Linked DNA regions of Mus musculus: all the other regions are linked to region 2. The links are chromatin contacts, called in public promoter capture Hi-C maps. All regions are on one chromosome and are shown on one strand. The core of a region is the stretch at or near the end of the contact, and the rest is flanking DNA. Distances in the headings are between cores, read along the strand shown. Region 1 holds the start of Cdk12 (cyclin-dependent kinase 12). Region 2 holds the start of Acly (ATP citrate lyase). Region 3 holds the start of Mllt6 (myeloid/lymphoid or mixed-lineage leukemia; translocated to, 6). Region 4 holds the start of Hexim1 (hexamethylene bis-acetamide inducible 1).

What was found. Promoter capture Hi-C pulls out the DNA fragments that hold promoters and counts their contacts.
Region 1: a promoter capture Hi-C map of pre-B cells shows a contact between it and region 2, with 5 times the contacts expected there. The contact joins the promoter of Cdk12 here to the promoter of Acly in region 2. A contact is called at or near these places in 3 of 39 promoter capture datasets (cranial neural crest, liver and pre-B cells).
Region 3: a contact with region 2 is called in a promoter capture Hi-C map of pre-B cells, with 4 times the contacts expected there. The contact joins the promoter of Mllt6 here to the promoter of Acly in region 2.
Region 4: a promoter capture Hi-C map of cranial neural crest shows a contact between it and region 2. The contact joins the promoter of Hexim1 here to the promoter of Acly in region 2. A contact is called at or near these places in 2 of 39 promoter capture datasets (cranial neural crest and pre-B cells) and 1 of 9 other capture datasets (liver).

The regions. Positions count from the first base shown.
Region 1 is chr11:98,201,369-98,204,579 of GRCm38.p6, reverse strand. It overlaps Cdk12 (cyclin-dependent kinase 12), which reads right to left and starts at 1,275. Exons shown (of 14, transcript NM_001109626.1): 1 at 170-1,275. The coding sequence starts at 1,212. Gm38963 (a long non-coding RNA gene) reads left to right here and starts at 1,950. Exons shown (of 4, transcript XR_880193.2): 1 at 1,950-2,049.
Region 2 is chr11:100,526,560-100,529,732 of GRCm38.p6, reverse strand. It overlaps Acly (ATP citrate lyase), which reads left to right and starts at 1,733. Exons shown (of 28, transcript NM_134037.3): 1 at 1,733-1,938.
Region 3 is chr11:97,661,615-97,664,767 of GRCm38.p6, reverse strand. Mllt6 (myeloid/lymphoid or mixed-lineage leukemia; translocated to, 6) reads right to left here and starts at 1,356. Exons shown (of 20, transcript NM_139311.2): 1 at 1,088-1,356. The coding sequence starts at 1,196.
Region 4 is chr11:103,115,034-103,118,072 of GRCm38.p6, reverse strand. Hexim1 (hexamethylene bis-acetamide inducible 1) reads right to left here and starts at 1,748. Exons shown (of 1, transcript NM_138753.2): 1 at 1-1,748. The coding sequence starts at 1,151. The coding sequence ends at 81.

The sequences.
Region 1 (3,211 bases), core at 26-2,525, 2.3 Mb after region 2:
ATAGTTGGAGGCACTTGGAATGTTTACTTCTCAATTGGGCGAGGGGAAAGCCAAACTTACCTAAATGACTTGTCAAAGAAGAACACTGAAAGCTTTAACAAAATGTTAAAGACTCATTTTCAATTCCTCCCAACCGACCCTACCTTAGGAAGGACAGACAACAGCTCACCTGGGGAGTGGACTCCGACTCAGAGACCTCTTGCTCAGGAAAGGGCTGCTTGATCGCCTTCGGCCATAGGGGCTGGGTGATCTCCCGCTGTAAGAGCCGCTCCTTTCATAGCTGGAGGACCGTCTCCGGCTATAGGGACTCACAGACCTCTGTCGTCGGCTGTAAGGACTGGGTGACCGAGTGCTGGACTGGTAAGCAGAAGGCTCTTTGTAAGGTGGGCTGATTGACTGCCTTCTTGAGGTACTTCCAGGACTCTTCTTGTAGGAGTCATAGTTGCTAGAAGTGTGAGACCTTGGGGGGCTAAGATCGTAGTCTTGGCCATAAGAAGCTCCGGAAGGGCTGTCATCTTGCTTGGAACTGTCAGACCATTTCCTATGGGGACTCCTGGATCTCCGTTTAGGGCTAGCCACGGTTTTGTAACTTTTGGGTGTTTCCCTTTTCCGATGACTTTTACTCCGGTCCTTGTATCCAGACTTTAACTCTCGCTCTTTGCGGGTCTTCTCCTTGTGCATTTTGGACGACCTGGATTCCTTGCTGCCGCTTTTGGATAGCTGGGCCTTCCCATAATCATCACTCCCCTCCACGGACCGTTTGGAACTGCCCGATACCCGGTCCTTCATAGATCCAGATTTGGAGACTTCCTGATTTTTTTCCTTTTCCGTCTGTTTAGTTTTTAGCAAGTCTCGGGACCGCCGGTGCTGGTGGTGACGATGTCGGTGCAGGCGATCGCTCCGATCCGTTCCCCGACGTTCCTCGTTCTCCCTCCGGTCTGATTTGAAGGCCGTGTCATCGGAGAAGGTGTCTGAATCAGAGCTGATGTCATCGTACTCCACCAGTGGTTTGATTATGGTACCCAAAGATGCCGCTTCGGGGGTCACCAGCCCCACGTCTTTGGAGTGCTTGGACTTATGCCGCTTGTGCTTCGACACCAAGCGGTGACGCTCCCTGCTGTTGGAGCTGCCACCTCCCGATGACGGCTGCGAAGTTCCAGAAGCTCCTCCGCTCCCGTCCTTCTTGCCCCCATGTCTCTCGGAATTGGGCATTCCCTTTCCCCGGGCCTGAAGCAGGGGAAAAAGTTCCCCGGCGCTCCAAAAAGCCCCACCCTCCCCCCCAGCCCCGACTCCACGCCCCCCGAAGAGCCCCTAGACGGGGGTGGGGAGGGCAGGGACCGCAGGCGAGGCTCCTCCTCCCTCTCGCCGCCTCAGCGCCCTCCTACATGAGGTGGGGGGTGAAGGAGAGAGGGAAGAAACCAAGAGTTCCTCGGCACGGGAGGAGCGCGACGCCGGGAGCTGCTCGAGTCCGCCCCTCACGGCCGCCCACCCCCGCCGAGCCGATATTCGGGCCCGCGAGCCCTGGCGCTCAAGGAAGTAGGAAGGCGTCCGCCGGAGCCTGTGGGGCCGACGGCGGCTCTGGAGCCCCGGGAGGACTACGCAGGCCCTTCCCCTACCCGGTCGCCCGGCTCGGGGCGGCTGGCTTCCTGTCGCCAGGCCTCCGCGGCCTAGGTTGCCTCAGCTCCCCCCCTTTGTCCCTCGTGCCTGAGGGAGCCCCCTTCGCTAGCCTCCGCCTCACACCGACACCTCACAGCCACATCTCACTCCCTCGCCCAGACTCACTCACACACTAGATTAAACCGAAACGGCACTAGAGGGGGAGGGGGAGGGGCGAATGCCGCAAGTATCGCGAGACTCCGCTGGACTCCCGCGATACTTGGCGCTTCCCTTTTCACCTCGACACATTCCTTCACCAGAAAACGCGAGAACGGGACCCAAGCCGCAAACGCAGCCCGTTAGATTCTCGCGATACTTTTCCAACTCCCCCTTTTGGGGGGCTTTATAGGAGCGGAAGTTGCGGAGATTACCTTTAAAATTTAAACCTAAATGGTAATTCTTTGATTAAATATCCCCAGGTTCCGGTGGGGATGGGTCTTAGCACAGCTTGTAAGAAGTCTTTTGATTTAATAGGGTTTAAAAAAAAAAAAAAAAACAAGGGACAAGTGAACATTGGGGACATTACAGCGCAAGTTTGAATATTGGGGATTCTGGTAGGGCTTGGGTTTCTGAGACAGGGTTTCTCTGAGTAGCCTTGGCTGTCCTGGAACTCACTCTGTAGACCAGGCTGGCCTCGAACTCAGAAATCCGCCTGCCTCTGCCTCCGGAGTGCTGCGATTAAGGGCATGGAGCACGCACCACCACCGCCCTGCTTTAAGTCTGAATGTGCAAACAACGCTTGGTACTGCGGAATTTGCTGAGTTTAGGCGTTTTGCATTCATTTTCTCTGCCCTCACACCCATGGGACACTGTCCTCATTGCGAATTTACAGGCAAGGACTCCCGGATTCAGGGGGGCTAGTCAGTAGAAAGGTTAGAGTGCCAAAGTTGGGGGAAATGTCAGGATGTCTTACAGCACGTTCTTAGTAACCCAGGCTGGACTCCCAGTTGTGGCTATTCAGCCTCAGCCGTTTCTCGACTGCTGGGATGTTTTACCATAACAAACGTCCAGTTTCTACAAACAGAGAAGACAATGAGACTCGGGGAAAAAAACGTGTCTAAGCCTATGTGCACTACCTTCAGGAAGTGCCAGTTGTAACGTCTCCTGGAAGTATTTTTCTTTTTATTTCTTTTTTTTTTTTTTGGCTTTTCGAGACGGTTTCTGTGTACCACTACCGCCAGGCTCTGGAAGTATTTCTTTTATACTACATTTTAGGGTGGATAAGATTCTAAGCTGGTCGTTGCCACACGCCTTTAATCCCAGCACTTGAGAGGCAAGGTAGGCAGAGGTAGGCGGATTTCTGAGTTCAAGGCCAGCCTGGTCTACAAAGTGAGTTCCAGGATAGCCAAGGCTATACAGAGAAACCCTGACTCGAAAAACAAAACAAAAATTCTACCCTAGGACATCTTATGTCCAAATTTTCATTTTTCCTTCCTTTTCCTTTTTCCTTTTCTTCCCTCATCTTGCCTACTCTCTCAGAGAAGTTCTCCAGTTAGCCTGGAGCTCACATTTGATGCCTAAGCATCAAAACACCACACAGGAGTTTAATAGGCGA
Region 2 (3,173 bases), core at 484-2,983:
AATTCACATTAACTACAGTCTTTTGGTTAGCTGGTGAAGACTAGCTAGTCCCAAGGGTCCACGACTTATTCCAGCGTTTGGGAAGCTGAGACAGGAGGAGGATAGACATTCAAGGTTGTTCTCTATTTAAACAACAAGTTTAAGAACAACCTGGGCTACATGTTACTCTGTCTCAAACAGAAAACAAACAGACTTTAATAAAAACTCTGAATTGCTGTCCTCCAGGGCCTGAATTTGAGCAACTTCAGAGACGATATTTATTTACTTGGGGAGAAGTGATCACTCACAGAGATTTGGGTAGGTTCTAGGCCTCTCCCTCAACTGCAGGAGCAAGGGGCACTCTAAACTGTTATTTCTAAAGAATGAGTATTAGGGAAGGGACCAAGAAAAAAAAAAAAAAAAGACGTCATCAAGGAGCACACGCTAGCCAGGAGTGGTGGCACGCCTTTAATCAGGAGGCAGAGGCAGGCGGATTTCTGAGTTCGAGGCCAGCCTGGTCTACAAAATGAGTTCCAGGACAGCCAGGGCTACACAGAGAAACCCTGTCTCGTAAAAAACAAAACAACAACAACAAAAAAAAAACCCAAACAAACAAAAAAAGGAGCACACGCTGGTCAAGAATGGGTGTTACAAGTTCAGCCATCCAAAGACTGGCCGAAAAGGGCCTGGGAGTGGGGGGCCTTGGGAAAGTGTTTGCCCAGGAGAGTGTTGCAACATTGTTGCAGGGAGCTTTTGACCCAGGGTTTTTTGCCAGGGGCACAGCCATGCAGATTCTCTGCACCCTGGGCTGACGCATCACCTGAGCTGATTAAAGGATGATTCTGGCCTCCTTCCTAGAGCTGGAAAATTGTTAGTTTCTGGGTCCATCTGGGAAGACATACTGGGACTAGGGGACAAGCAAGAGAGGCTTCCACTCCAGGGAAGCAGTGAATTCCTGATTTCCAGGACCTTATGATTTATCTATTCTGCCCCAGAAGTTCTCGGGTACCTGTTAGACTGGGCGCTCCAGTTTTGGGTTTGGAAAATATGTTCTATCTTTCGCAAGTAACAGAAAAGAGGAGGTTGTTCATTGCTTTCGGTGTCTTAGTTTGAGGTTGGGGGAGGGAGCAAGAGGTTGGGCAGGGATGGCCCCAGTCCTAAGTTTTAATCTCAGATAAATGATCAGCTCCGCCCAGATCCGCGCTCAGGTGAGCCTGTAAGAGGACTCGCGTTGGGACTGGCGTCCTTCTGGCCTCACTAGTTTACCCCTTCCTCCAATCTATGTCCTAGGTCGGACAGTCTGATTGTGTAGCGTGGTCGTGTAGACTGGCTCTGGTAAATTCCCTGGGGAGGGTTCCAGGAGCGGAGAGGCGACACGTGTGAAAGGAAAGCAGACGTAGCTTTTCAAAAGCAGGTCTAACGCACTGGGTTTGGTGTGGCGGCTTACAAGAGCCTGGGATAAGAACGTCAGTTGCTCTCCTGGGAGGGAGGAAGAGGACGCCAGGTCCAGGGAGAAGTGCTATAGCCTTTTGGGCCAACAACCCCCTCCCTCAGCTACCCAACCCGGCGGCTGGCCGGCCCAGCCCCTGAAACGATCAGGCCACAGCCCCCAGCCTCGTAGGTTCTCCTCCTAGAGCCGCCCGGCCCATCTCCCCATCCTAGGCCCCGCCCACGGCCCCGCCCACGTCCGGGACTACAAGTCCCATCAGCCCCAGGTCAGGCCTGAGGGCGGGGCCACCACAGCAGCGAATGGGGAGGAGCCTAGAGCTCAGGCTAGGGAACGCGTGTGCCCAATCGCCGGGCTGCTTAGCCTGTGAGCTGATGGGGGGCGGGGAGGAGCCCACTTGGGCCGGAACAAAAGCCGGATCCCCGGCTGCTGCAGGCGGCTGGAGCGATCCGAAGAGTTGGGGTGAGCTGGTGCTTACGGACAGAGAGCCACACTCAGGCTTTCTCGAAGAGGTGAGTACGGCAGTCGTAGGCGCGGGTGCGACCCCCCAGTACCCACTAAGCTTCCTGCTTCCCTCCCCCAACCCGGAACCACCTCCGGGCTCCCTGGCTGGGCGCTCCCGCGCGCTCCCTGCACCTGCTCGGAAGTTTTGTGCGGGTCTAAGCTTTATAGTAGTCTTCTCCCCAGCCGCGGGCCGCATGTCTACACCCTCCCAATCCTATTCTAGTTCCTGGGAGTTTGCACATTGCTTGCCACCGACCTTACTTCTCCCTCCTCCGGATTGCCTTTGCGCGTCCTGCTTCTTCTCAGCTCCACCCAGGGCCAGCTCTCGAGTCTAGTCGGGCTTTTTTTGGGACACTTTTTTGGGCCCCATTCGGGTTCCCCACCGGATGCCGGGGCGGGTAGTAGAGATGGCGGTGGCTACTCTCTCCACGCCGGCCGCTCGCAAGCCGGACTCAAGCAGGCCTGTCCTGTTAGTTCTGTGGTGAATCCCTTAAGCTCTATGTCGAAGTGTAGGGAGCGGGCCCTGGCCACGCGGGGTCGTGCTGCTTCAGAGTGCCTGAGGCCTTGCTGCGAGGACTTGGCTCCGGAGCGACGGCGCTGGATGGGCTCTCCCTGCTAAGGAGCTCCCTACTGGTGTAGCCCCCAAACAACAGATGGTCGGAGTGCTCAGGAGTCTGGATGAGACAAGCACCTAGGGTGTGTGTATGTGCGCGGGCGCGCGTGTGTGCAAAGGATGCTACCTACCTCTACCTCCTGTCAGGCCTGGCAGAGGTCTGGTCCCCAAAGCTTGCTGCTTTCTTCAGTCTTGAAATTCTGCTATGAGGGATCCCTCCTGACATAATTTTGGAAAGGACAGCATAAGGCACTTTAGTCTGCCAGCCAACCCTGTCTGTCCCCGCTTTAACTTTGCTCAGCATGTCGGGTTTCTTTACTATCGAGAGATAACTGTCCTGGAAAGATCATTTCCACCTCTTAGAAAGCTGCTTAAACGCTCCCCTCTGCGGGGGGGGGGGGCAGTAAAAGGAGGCCTTGAAGACAGAGTAGCTGCTGTTTTTAATCTCTATTTAGACACTGTCTGCTGTAGCAGGGAATACTCGGAAGAGTTCTGTCCGTTCCTTTGCTATAGGGGATTGCTTGCTTGTCATCCCCTCCCCCTCCCCAGCCCTTAAAGTGAGAGTGTTTTGTCGACCCTCCTCAGTGGGTCCCAGAGGAGTCTTCTTTAAAAGCAGGCTTCATTCATTCA
Region 3 (3,153 bases), core at 107-2,606, 2.9 Mb after region 2:
CCAGCCTTCAATCACACAACCAAGCATTTCAAACAGGGGCAAAAAGTCTGACAGAGTCCTTGACCTTAAACTTCCAAAGATCCTCCATTCTCATCCCACCCCTCTCCCTTTTTTCTGGACCTGAATTCCTCCCCCTCCCCCCCCCCCCCCCCCGCCGCCTCTGCCCTGACCAGTCCCCTAGGCACCAGAACAAGAAATAGTCATGATTGTAACACGTTTTGTTGTTATGAGGGGAGGGGGGGTGCTTCTTAAAGGGCCAGTAAGGGATAAGCCAAGGAAGTCGGGGGTTCAAGGACCTCATCTTCTGCCTCTGTCACACGTACAGGTCAAAAGTGAAAACAGAGGGCAGGTGCGGGGCAGGTACCCAGAGGAGAGTGGCGGGAAAGGCCCGCAGCCACAGCATTAAGGGTTGTCTTGGGAAGGGGGGTGGTGGTGGTTGCCTGTGCCAGACAGGCGGAGATGCCAGCCTGCGCCCTCGGCAAGATTCCTTAAGGAGTTAACTCCCGAACCATGTGCGGCGGCAGGGGGAAACTCCAAACCTCTCTCTCCTCCATTCCGGCCCCCTGTAAAACCGCTCTCCCAGCCTCAGCTCTTCCCCGGAGGGTTTCAGGATCCCTTCTCCCGTGGGACCCTTCTCCTCCCTTCCCAATTCCGCTCCTCCCAGTATCCGGAAGCGAAGGGGGATGACCCCCCCTTGACCTCTTCCTCCCGGAGCGGGAACCAAAATAAACCGGGCGGGAGGGGGGGTTACCTCGCAGGTAAACATTCCCGGGACAGCCCTGACACCGGCGGTGCGGGGCTCAGGGAGTTCACTCCTTGCGCCCTGGACTCTCCCCAAAACTCCTTCAACTTGGGGTGGGGGGCGCGGGACTGAACAATAGGCAAGAAAACAATGCCTGACCCGGTCCTGGAGGACCAGGCTGGGGATGGGGGGGAGCCCACGCCGCCTTTCGCTTCAGGTGGGTGGGGGAGGGGCAGGCGCCCCAGGAGGGCTCCGGAGGGCGCGGCCGAGGGCACCCCGTGCGCGCGCCGCCCCGGGGTCCCGCAGCTCCCCCCCCCCCGCCGGCCGTCTCCCCCCTCCCCTTACCTTGGTGGACGGCCACGCTGCACGCGTGCCCATCGCAGTAGACCAGCGGGTTTTCGGCCCAGCCCCTCTCGTCCGAACATACGCAGCAGCCTCCTACCATCTCCTTCATACTCCCATGAGCTCCCTCCGGGGCTGGGGCTGGGGGCCGGCCGGCGGGGGTCGGGGGTCAGGGGGGGAGGGAGGGAGCGGGGGCCGCGCGCCTCCTCGCCCCCTCCTCCGCCGCCGCCGCCGCCGCTTCTTTTCTTTGCCTCCTCCTTCCTCCTCCTCGGCGTCCTCCTCCTCCTCCTCGCTCGCTCTGTCTGGCCGCCCCCCCCGCCGTGCTCTCGCCCTCATGCCCCGACGGGCCCCCCCCCCCCAACAATGAGACTCGCGCGCCGCGCTCCCCTTCCGCGCCGCTCGCCGGCTACCAGAGCCGCCCGGCCGCGGTGCAAGCAGGGCCCGGCGGGGGAGGCGCCGAGTGGCACATCGCGGGCGCCCGCCCGCCCCGCGCCGCCCGCTCACGCGCCGCCCCCCCGGCCCCCCTGCCCGGCCGCGGCAGCCATGGCCGCGCGCCTCCGCTCGCTCGCTCGCTCCCGGCCCGCCCGCCGCCGGGTAAAGTCTTAGGTTCAGGGAACAAAGCCTGGCTTGGTAGGGAGCTTTTCGCTCGTGCGCTCAGTGCAGCTTTCCCCGTCTTTTCTTTTTCCCTTTATGACTCTAGGTGGGTAGTTCCCGAGTCCTCCCCTCCGTGTCACACTTTGGGTCTCCGGTCTCCCATCCCCCTTCTCTGGGTGTTCTTCAACCCTAGGGAAATCTAGGGAAGATGAAAAAAACCAGGGCTCTTAAAAAGAACTGGAGCGATGTTAAACCATTTACCCGTGCTTGTTCTTGGAATGGGAATGGTGTCTCTGGATGGCAGCTCATGGGTGCTGTCCCTGGAGGTCACTCTGGAGGGTAGACAATGCCACGTGTAAACTTTTACTTACTTTACAAATCTTTTTTGTTAGTTTGAGACAGGATCACCAGTAGCTCCGGTTAGCCTCGAACTCACCACTTAGTGAAGGATGACCTTGAACTCCCAATTCTGCCTCTGCCACCAAAGTGCTAGAGTAAAGGCGTGCACCACCACGCCCCGCACAAAAATTTGTTGAATGCTAGAGTCGGCTGCGCGCCAGAGTAGAGGTATTCCTGCCCTCCAGGAACTTCCCTTTGAAGTCTTCAATGTCAAGGTCTCTAGGCACCTTAGGGGTACAATGAGGTACCCCACCTTAATTCAAGATCTCTGTTCTAAGTCGTAACTCCACCCCTAGCCTCAGGGCGTGCCTTGCGTTTTAAAGTGAGTAAAGCTGCCTCGGAAGTGCTTGCCAACAGAATCACGCCTTGACTTCTGGGCAGGTATAGAATCACAGTAGCGTACAAAAACGCACCACGAAGGATTAAAGTCCCCGAAATTGGGTCTAGGGTTTGATGGAAAGCGACCCAAGACTTCCCCCAGACTGGTATAAGCCCAAAGACGAGATCTGATTCCCCTTTTTTCTTTGCAAGGGGAAAGACGGCGCCCCCACAGGGACCAAAGGTCAAATACCCCCTCAGCGGGAGGTTGGGTGGCAGAGGGGAGAAGGCAGCCCTGGGGGCTTCATCCACACTTCAAAGACCTCTAGGCCGGGAACGCTTCCTGGGGGGGAGGGGCAGAGGGCTCGGAGAGGAGATGGCGGGCTGGGGGATTGAGGGTGGAGGGGGCCGCTCCCCCTTCGGCGCACTGCCCCCCTGGCCGACTCTTCCGCCGGGCCCGCCTCCTTTTCACTAGCACCTGTTCAACCGGAACATCAAGGGGCCAGAGCCTCCGCGTTTCTTTAGTACCTTTCATCCCGGAAGGGGGGGGAGATGAGTCCCCGCCCAGGAGGGGGGAAGCAAGGAGGGGGAGAACTTGTCCTTGACCTGGTCTGTGGCGTCAGGGATTTACTCCCTTAATCCTGGCGAGGCGGGAGTTTGGGGAGGTCTGTGAAGCTGAGTTCTGGGCTGGAGCCCTCAAATCTGCTCAGTTTGGACCCTGGGAATCACGGAGGCTGAGGGAACGAAGACACTGTGTC
Region 4 (3,039 bases), core at 499-2,998, 2.6 Mb before region 2:
CTTATATACACATGTATATAATGTTACATTCCAGCACTGTAAAAAGTCCCCTTTGCCCCCTCCCCCCAAAAGTTTTCAGTCTAGTCGCCGAACTTGGAAAGAGGCGCTCGCTCCTGCTGCCGGTGCAGTTCGTTCTCGGTCAGCAGCTGGAGGTTCTCAGCGCGCAGCCGGTCCAGCTCTAGCTCGAGCTCCCGCACTCGCGCGTCGACGCCTCCCAGCCGCTTGCTTTCCAGCCGCAGCCGGTTATTTTCGTCCTCCTTGCGGGAGAGGCACTTCTCCAGCTCCAGGTACTCTTTGATGAGCTCCTGCTTGCTCATGTTCTGCAGGCTCTCGGCGTGGTACCGCTCGTACGTCTCCGAGAAGTCCCGCTGCAGAAACTCGCTGCCGTCCCCTCCCATGCCATCGCTGCCTCCGTCTTCCTCACCAGCTTCTTCCACAAAATCCTCATCGCTGGTGTCGTCGGATTTGGCGGCTGCCCGCTTGGGGTAAAGGCCGGTTTTGAGATCAGGCTCCTCCTGATCGTGGTCATCCATGAGGAACTGCGTGGTGTTATAGGGCGCAACTGGCTGGCCCTTGGCGAACATCTCGGCTCGAACCCGCGAAGCTCGCAGGCTCTGCTTCTCGTCGAACTTTTTCTTCTCCTCCCAAGTCAGCTTGTAGTAGGGCTTCCAATGCCGCTTCTTCTTTGAGGGGCGTCTCCGATGTTTTTTCTTGCCCAGCTGTCTCTGTTGCTGTCCCCATGGCTCCTCGCCTCCGGCGGCAGGAGCCTCCTGCTTGGTGGCCTCCGAGTCATGACCTGGCTGCACGAGGGACTCTGACATCGGCTCTCCCTCCGCCGACGGGGAGGCACCGCCAGTGGATAAGTCCTCCCCATTCTGGCCCTTCTCGCCCTTCTCCAGGGAGCTCAATTCTGGACAGGCATTCGTCTGCAATGGGGGCAGCTGGTGCTTCAGGCCCCCTTCTCCCTCCTGCCCTGGACGGCTACCGGACTGCAAGGACGCTCTCGATTGCCACCTACTGTCCTCCTTGGGCACCCGTTCCTCCGCGCTTGGGGGGCGCTCAGAGGTATGCTCTTCATGGACAACAGCAGCACCTGTACAGTTGCTAGTTTGAGGCTGGTGTTGATGTTCTGTCAAGAGTGGCTCGGCCATGGCTTAGTAGAGTTCTCTTCTGGAAGTTTGAGAAATTCTGGCTTAAGGAAAGAGGTTTTTCTTTCTTTTCAAAATATGTCCAACAAAGTCCTCTTCGGTCAGTAATTTCTGCAGTGACGCCTTCCGTCCGTCCTGTCAGCAAACTCCAATCGCAACTTGGAGTCCAGTCAATAAAGGGTTAAGCGCACACAAGCGTGGCCAACTAGCAGGTCCGGGGGTTCAGCAGCAGGCACCGTATGCAAATATGCAGAGGGGTGGGCTTCACGCCTCCCCGCCGAGTGCTCCCACAGACGAGGAGTTGGTGCGCAAGGAGAGGAGGTTTAAGTCCAATGGGTTAAACCCAACCCGAAAGGGTTAAAACTACCCGATGACGCTGCCTCGGAGGGGCCGAATCCACAAAGGGTTAAATCCCCTGCCGCAGAGCCCACAAGGGGTTAAAGTCCCAGAGCCGCCACCTCCCACTTCCACGGGTGTCGCTCCAACCCGAGCTCCCAGTTCCTCAGGCCGGGCCGGAGCCTTAGCCGAGGACAGACAAACTCATCTCCCCTCTGGCTCGATGCTCCGCTCAGTTCTCCTCCGCCTCCTCCTCTTTTCCTCCCTCCCTCCCTCCCCCTTCAGACAGCTCTTCTTCCGCCTCCTCCTCCGGCTTCCCCTCCCAACCTGACTTTCCACCTGCCAACTTCCAACTGCTGTCTCCAAGCCCTCGGCGCCTCTTATATATAGAAGCTTGTAAGCCCCGCCCATGCGCATGCGTAACGGAGTCCAGGTGTGGGGCAGCCGGGAGTCGTAGTTCCCTTCTTTCGGGCCCGCCGTCCTCGCGCGCCGTGCAACGTAGCCAATCATAGAATGCGTAGGGGGCGTCTCCCAGGCCGCCTTCTTCCATCGCTTAGCTCTCGCTGAAGAAACGTGAGCAGTCATTGGGCAAGAGTTATTCGTCTCTCCGAGGAAGGAAGACCAATTACAGAGGAGATGGGGCGGGTTCTGGACCATACCATTGTGCTTCAGGAATACAAGAAGATTCCATGACCTTTGGGAGCTTATACAGAATATTTTTATTAAAAGGTGCGTTTGAAAATCTACTGTCATATTCTGTTCTCAGCGGAAAGGTTCTGATGGCCATAAACCGTTTTCAACTTATGCAAAAATGGTCTGTCCCTAAAAAGTAGTCCCTAAAGTGTAAAAGAGGATTAAATTCTATAAAGAGAGCTGTTAGTCGTGATTACTGACATTGGATTCTTAAAATTACAATAATGTCTCTGAGGTAGGTGATGGGTTTCTTGGAGAGAGATAAGCGGAAGGATATTTTGGACAACTATTTATTAAAAAGACGAAAAGCGCATGAAGAAGTAAACAAATGAATTAAGAAGTGCCGCCTTAAAGGGACAGTGTGGTGGCCTGCCGAGCATCAGCTTCAGACTAGGCCTCAGGAACTGAGAGGGCGGGTTCGAGTCCTGAGTGACGTCGGTCCTCAGGCTATCCTGGAGGCCCTTAGGTGAGAGCAGCCACCCAGGCCAAGAGCTATCTCCGCACCAGAGGTGAAAGCAAAGTGGTCCTCCGCGGCCGAGCTCTCCGCCTGAGCCCGGATGGGAAGCGCGTGGTGAGGAGGAAGGACTCGCCCCGAACCTCGGCTTCTGCCGAAGAAAATGGCCTCCCGGGGTCGACTTGGCCTCTTCGCTTCCGATACCGCAAACCTTTCCCTAGCCAGGATACTCTGGAGAGATTGGGCCAATTGATGCGAAGTCTGTGTTGGGGAGGAACCCAAAAATCTATGCGTTCCCGAAAAAAGGGGGTGTCATCCACAGAGATGAGGTGTGTGTGTGTGTTGGGGGGAAGGCTTCGAGAAGGAAAGCTGAAGGCCTTCCCTGAAATGGGTGTGCTTGACCCAGGG